Regions from separate parts of the Mus musculus genome. Here region 2 is linked to region 1. The links are chromatin contacts, called in public Hi-C maps. All regions are on one chromosome and are shown on one strand. The core of a region is the stretch at or near the end of the contact, and the rest is flanking DNA. Distances in the headings are between cores, read along the strand shown.

The links. Hi-C and Micro-C count contacts between places; a contact is called where the count stands out from the background.
Region 2: a contact with region 1 is called in a Hi-C map of bone marrow-derived macrophages, with 7 times the contacts expected there. The contact joins two enhancer-like sites. A contact is called at or near these places in 1 of 39 promoter capture datasets (neural stem cells), 7 of 15 datasets of contacts at CTCF or cohesin (CD8 T cells, embryonic stem cells, hippocampal excitatory neurons and 3 more), 226 of 484 Hi-C or Micro-C datasets (the 3T3-L1 cell line, 3T3-L1-derived adipocytes, the 63-12 cell line and 117 more), 19 of 115 datasets of contacts at active chromatin or transcription factors (CD8 T cells, PVALB interneurons, Th17 cells and 14 more) and 3 of 9 other capture datasets (adipose tissue, liver and pancreatic islet).

The regions. Positions count from the first base shown.
Region 1 is chrX:36,227,342-36,230,599 of GRCm38.p6, reverse strand. No RefSeq gene overlaps it. Among named protein-coding and RNA genes, the nearest start is that of Gm42406, 33 kb to the right of the region's middle. Within about 2 kb of position 1,564, at least 16 of the 459 cell types and tissues checked have an H3K27ac peak or open chromatin away from gene starts, as enhancers often do. A contact at or near this core is called in bone marrow-derived macrophages, where this site is marked.
Region 2 is chrX:36,388,512-36,391,769 of GRCm38.p6, reverse strand. No RefSeq gene overlaps it. Among named protein-coding and RNA genes, the nearest start is that of Gm6268, 13 kb to the left of the region's middle. Within about 2 kb of position 1,624, at least 34 of the 459 cell types and tissues checked have an H3K27ac peak or open chromatin away from gene starts, as enhancers often do. A contact at or near this core is called in bone marrow-derived macrophages, where this site is marked.

The DNA of each region.
Region 1 (3,258 bases), core at 315-2,814:
GGGGGAAAAGAAAACTGTCTATGACAAATGGGCCAGTCATACCTCTTCTGTTGCCTCTCCATAAGTGAGGCAAGCCCTGTCTGTGGGACAGAGAAGTGGCTTGGTGCTCACTTGGTTCAGTCTCTGTCTTAAGGAAAGTCAGCATCATTCATCTATTCCCTGTAAATGGGGTGTGAAATCAATGATGAGTTGGTACCCAGAGAATGCAGCAAAGCATCAATAGCCAGCAAATCTAACAGGTACACCTCTTCATAGCTCACATCCCTTGCAGTTAGACTGAAGTGAAGGACCCAATGCTTGTCAATAAAATGTATGCAGAAGTTGTATGTGTCACCTTTAGGCAACTAAAGCATGGGAACTTTCAGCTGTCTTTTTCTTTGTGTGATAGAAGAGGGCCAACTAGTTTACACCAAAATTTATGTATAAAACACATAAGCCCATGTTGCTCATTTCTGTATCCGAATCTAGCCTCTTTTGGCTAAAGTAGGAGCCAAAATAGTCATCAATGTAGAATGTGAAAGATTTCAGTGCTTAGGTACAGTTGCTTTTAGAGAAGTAAATTCTGCCTGGATGATTGTCTTTAACATCTTCAAGTCATTCGTCAATAAAACACTGTCTCTGAGGGAGAGAGGGTCTTCTTGAAATAGTAACTCCAAGGTCAAGGCAACCTCTCTCAGAGATACACAGCTTCCTAATATCAGACATCATCCAAAATTCATCGAGTAGCTCACGAAATCTCCCCCTGGGTCCCATCACCTCCTACTGCTCTTTCCCATGTCGCTGACAGCCCTAATACAAATGATGATTCCCAGCATCTATATACAGAACGGCCTCCAAAATTCTGGTTCCTATTAGAAAAACAGACAAAAGAAAAAGAAGACAGACAGACAGACAGACACAGAGAGAGAGACAGACAGACAGACAGACAGACAGACAGACAGAGAAGCAACTAGGTTTTTCACTATTGAAACTATTTCAATTGCTTGTGGGATCAGGCCCAACCCATTTTTAAAGTTTAGCATAGGGAGAAAAAAAAAGAACTTCCTTCCACTGAAATGTCTAAAGTTAGCTCTGGATCTCTCAGTAAGCTACGGAATCCTGTCTCAGCAAGGAAGTGCAATGCTTTACAGCTCTGAACAAAAAGGCCAGTGACAACTTCCGCCTTGCACCCTTTGCAGACAGAAAACTTGTGGCTGATTTTCATACTACCCAGTTAGAAAGCCTCTACTCACTGAGTTGCAGGGGCCCCATAACAGTGGCTTATTGAAAATAACCAAGCTCTGTATTCAAAAAAAAAAAATCTTTCCAAAGCAGGTCATGCTACCAGTGAAGGTCTAAGAACTTAAACGCACAGAGAAATGTTTTTCTTGGGACTAGCGGGGAATGTTGATGTTTTCAACATCTAAGGAAACCAGTGAGAAAGCCTGTCTGGTGGACAGAGTCGAGACAAGACACCCAGCCTGGTTCCCTTACTCTGTGGCCAGAGGCCAGTTCTGCTGGGAGGGGACAGTTGGGTCGGAAGCCCTTACATCGCTGACCCGGAAGGCGTCTCCTGAGCATTGCCCAATGCTCCTGTTATACAACATGAGAAATAAATAATCAACCTTAAAAGTCAGGCAGCCAAAGCTCTACTCAAATAATAAGCCCTTTTACAAGCTGCTTATCATCTGCCAAAATCAGCTCCAGAGAACACCAGGAACTCTTGATTCTATTGTTCTTTTTAACTACTTGGGGGAACCAGACAAGCTTCAATGGCTTCATTGGTTTTTCTGAGAGACAGACCAATAAAGGATTTCCCTTTACCCACACCCTGTCCTTGATCGCAATAATTTAAACACAGAGTGAGTCCTCCCACATCTGGGAAACCCCTACTAAGTGTGTGAGTTAGAAAAAGGGCCCAGGTTTTGTTGTTGTTGCTAGTGTTTGTGTGTGTGTTATATAGAGTTTGAATCCAGGACCTTGTACATGCTATGCAAGCATGTTATCTCTGAACTATAATCTCCAGGTCTAGACACTTTCCGTCAACTGAATAAGAAAAATGTAAATGTGAGGCTTTTCAAAATATAAGTGTTTGGAAGGAAGAAGGGGACAGAACGGAGATGTGTAAAATGTAGCCCACTGCCTTTGGGGATCCTCTGGCTTAACCACAAAAGAAAAGTGGAATCTCCTAAGGAAAAATATTCAAAACCGTGTTTACACTTGTGAGTGTCTAACTGTGTGATGTTAGTCTGGGATTTCTCTGATTTTCAAAATACAGAATGGAGGCTCTAGTTAACTGGTCTTGGTAAAGAAAACCTGCGGGAGAAATTTGGTGCAGGACCTATTTCTTATGAAGCACTAGGGGGCTTTTGATGTTTATTACATATCAGTGTCTCAGGACTGTCCAGGAGACGCCAAGGTCAAGCTTTCCATTTCCTATAAAATCTTGTTTTCCTGCCTCTTCCTTCTGCCAGTCCCTCCCACAAATTCAGTCCTTGCCTCTGCCAGGCTCTGTCTAGACATCCTCACCCTCGCCTTCATCACTAGCTTATGGGTTTTCTGAGAGCAGGGAGCAGGCTTCACTCTCCCTTCCTCACTAGTTCACAGGCGAAAACAGGCCCTGGAATACCCATGGTGCTCATGAAACCATTTCACTAGAGACAAGATTAGCATTTACCACTTGAGTACTCTGCAATTCTACGTTTAACTTCCTTTATCTTTTTCTTGTTTTCCAAGTGACAAAGTTAAGGCATTGGGAGATTAGATAGCGTCCCCAAGCTCATTCTAGTAAGAAACATGAGAGCTGTACCCACTAGGCTATCAGGCTCTAGAACCTTCATTCCTGTGTGTGTGAGAGGGGTATGTATATATGGGAAGGAGGGCGTGCACATGCGCATGAACCTGTATGCAGGGGCCAGAGGAGGATGTCAGATAGTCTTCTGCTATGGCTTCCTGCCTTATTTTTCTTTTTGAGACAGAGTCTCCCAGGGAACCAAAAGCTTGCCATTTTAGTCTGGCAGGCTGGCCAACAAGCTCCAAGGATATGGCTGTCTCTGCCCTCCAATGCTGGGGATACTGGCGTGGGTAACTATGCACAACTTTCACATGGATGCCGGGAACTGGAACTCAAGTCTCCATGCTTACGCATCAGGTGTTCTTACCCAATGAGTTCCACTAGAACTTTTACTCTTAACCACCATACCAAGGTGAATGAGTAAGTGACCTCAGTAAAAAACTCTCTGTCATCCATATATATATTATATATTTATATATATGATC
Region 2 (3,258 bases), core at 375-2,874, 160 kb before region 1:
AGGCTAGCAGCTATGCAACTCTATGCCAGGTCAGGAGTTCTTGGTTCTCGAGTGGACTATGCAGAGAGTCATTGATGGTGGCATTGCAAATGAAAATGACTGTAACTAAAGAAAATGAACATCAAGTCTAGCTCAGGAAGCCCTATGCCAGCAACCAAACAATTCCCTGTGCAGTTCAGGCCACTAGTCCATGCACTGAGCTAATTCACTTTCAAAAGGGCATTTGGTACTGCTTGGCAAAATATTGCCACATCATAGCACTGACCTTCTGGGAGTCAAACGAGGGTGCACATACATTGTCATAGACAGGTAACTGAACATGTGTTTGGGAGCGGGCTAAAAGCAGTGCTCTTCCATGGCTTCTGCTTCAGTTCCTGTCTCCAGGTTCCACTATGGCTTCCCTTGATGATGGGCTGTAATTTTGAAGCTGGAATGGACCCTCTCCCCAAGTGACTTTTGGCTATGGTGTTTATCACAGCAACAGGCTAGGCTGTTAGCTCAGAAATGTGTCATGGGCTGGGTAGATGGAGACACATCAGTTTGGTGAGGATAAGAGAACACAGGCTTGGAGATAGGCATGCCTACGTGGTGAGAACAACCAAGAGTCCACTCAAACAGCACACCTAAGAAAGCTCCCTGCAAAAAAACTTTCTTGGGAAAGGGTGATCTGAATAAGAAAAAAGCATTTTTTTTTCCATTCAGGAGTGGAAGTAGAGCTATCAGCTAGGCCCTGAGGTTGCTAGGAGCTGCTCTGGCAATGGTTGCGACACTAAAGTAGGTCTTGGTGTTCTGCTGAACATAATAACACAGGACGCCAGCATCAGACAAGGCAGCTCTGTGACTATGATGGATCCAGACAAAAGCAAGAGCACTCTATAATGTCTGAATTCAGACAGACTATGAATACTGCCCAAGCCACTGCAGTGACAAAACACCCCTCTCCCAGATCCTGTGTGCCTGCTGCTGCTTGCCCCATAGACCTTTAGCTCTGGTCTAGTCTGCCCTCTTACTGAATAAGATTTTATCAAGATCCTCTTGTTACAGAACGTGTGTGCCTTCTGACACGCCCAATCTAGAGCAAACCACAACTCACTTCCTCCAAACCACCCAACCAAAGTCCAAATCCCATAATATCCTGGGGTTGAGCTGCTTCAGTTAGTGCTCTATGGTCTCCCTCAGTGCAATAAGCAGGAAACTCATTTTGATGGAATGTGTGTGTGTGTGTGTGTGTGTGTGTGTGTGTGTTGACAGTGTCACCAAATGATTAAGACAATCACCAAATGCAGAGACAATCTTCTTGTACAGATTCATTTGAAAAATTCCGGAAGCAATAGCATCTGAAATGACAGAGACAATAATCATAAGGAACTGTAGGGACAGAAGAGGGACTTCTTTGCACAAGCCTTTTTTTTTTTTAACAGCTATTGTCTGTTAGGAACTGGGAGTGAAACGACAGACAGGCACAGAGACAGAGAGTCCCTGACTCTCCTGAGAGGTTGTCTAGCCTGGGAGTTGAGAACACAGCTTGTAGAGCCAGCTGCCTGGGTTCTTATTCCAGCTCTGCCACTCACCAGCTGGCAACAAAACACAATCCCACAATCCACTGTGCATAGTAATTTCCTATTTTCCTGGTCACCCTCCAGTGAGGGAGGTGACTCAGCTATCCTCACTGCTTTTCCCACACCAACACTTGGGCCTCGTCTTTCTACCTCCCAACAGACATTCGCCCAAGACTGAGTTTTCTCTGTGATTATGGCAAAGGGCCCAAGGGAAAAAGGTCCAGATTTTAGTCTGGTTAAATACAAAGCTCAGCGTAATTTACTTATGGTCTTAGTGCCTGCAGAAAAATTACAGCTGACGTTCATGAAAGGAACTCCCTTCTGGGTGATTATTGCTTTTTTTCTTCCTTTATGATTAACACTTATTTATTTGTGTAAATGTCTGTGGGTATGTGTTATAATGCATGTGTTGAGATCATAGGACAATCTGCAGAGTTGGGTCTCTCCTTCTGCAGTATGCGTGCTAGGGACCAAGCTTGTCGTTAGTGTTGGCAGCAATTCCTTGTACCCACTTCGCTGTTTTGCCACCCCTCACTTCTGAATGTTTCTTAAAAGCTTAATAAGGACATGGATTTTATGACATGCTCCCTTGGCCCATTCTCAGTTGTATTTTGAAAATTTCATATGAGTACAGATAGCCTTATTATCAAGAAGTGAACGGCCTGTTTGAGAGACAGAAGATCACTAACAAATGGAGCAAGAACACAGCTGAGAGGAATGTGTGATAAACTCCATGGCCCTTCTTTCCCAGACCCCCTCACAGTCCCTCCCCTTTTCCTCTGAGCAGGTGGGGGCCCCCGGGTATCCCCCCACCCTGGCATATCAAGTCTCCGTGGAGCTAGGTGCATTCTCACCCACTGAGGCCAGACAAGGAAACCCAGTTGGGAAAATGGATTTTGAAAGGCCACCTGCAATTCTTGATTCACCAGGCCTTCTCACGGAGAGTTCTGTGTTGATCAGGCGACACCAGGGAAGCTTTGTGCAGAAAGAGGGGCAGAATAAAATAAAATTTAGGTCAAAGCTGTTTCCTCTGCCCTAACGGCATTTCAGAGCATAACTTCTCTTTCATATGAAATGATTAGGATTGTTAAATAATTTTCAGACCACGAGAGCCACTCAAGTGTGTTTCCCAAAAGCGGTGCTTGAAATGGACGCATTTTTACTGCAATCTCAGCTTCCCTGTAAAAATACTGCCAAGCAGTCAATGGCAGGGACTTCAGATATACGTTTTCCTATGCCAAGAAACAGATAACCAAGAAACAGAACCAGTCACAAGTGGATGAAGACCTGCTAGCTCTGATTTGAGGAGTATGCGGGCATCATTCCTATGTTTCTCCCATTCCCAAACTCCCATTGTACTCTGAACTTCTATGAGACCAAAGGTTTCTAAACCTATTACTATTTTAGTCTCCAGTCTTTATAAAGGCACTCTTCATTCCAACCTGTACGCATTCATTACAGTTCCTAAACATAGTGGTGAATATCGATGAGAGCATTCAGAAACTGGAAGAGTCTCCCCGAAATAGACTTGTAAGTGCTAATGCAATTATCTTGTCAGGACCAAAATAAACAAATGTACATTCTGACGTTCTGCTTTATACGATGTGCTGGGTATAAATATCTCCTTTAGTCTAAACAGCTTCTTCTTGGATTGAATTACATCTATTAGATCTCAAAGGAGTTCAGTGTGCAATGTATG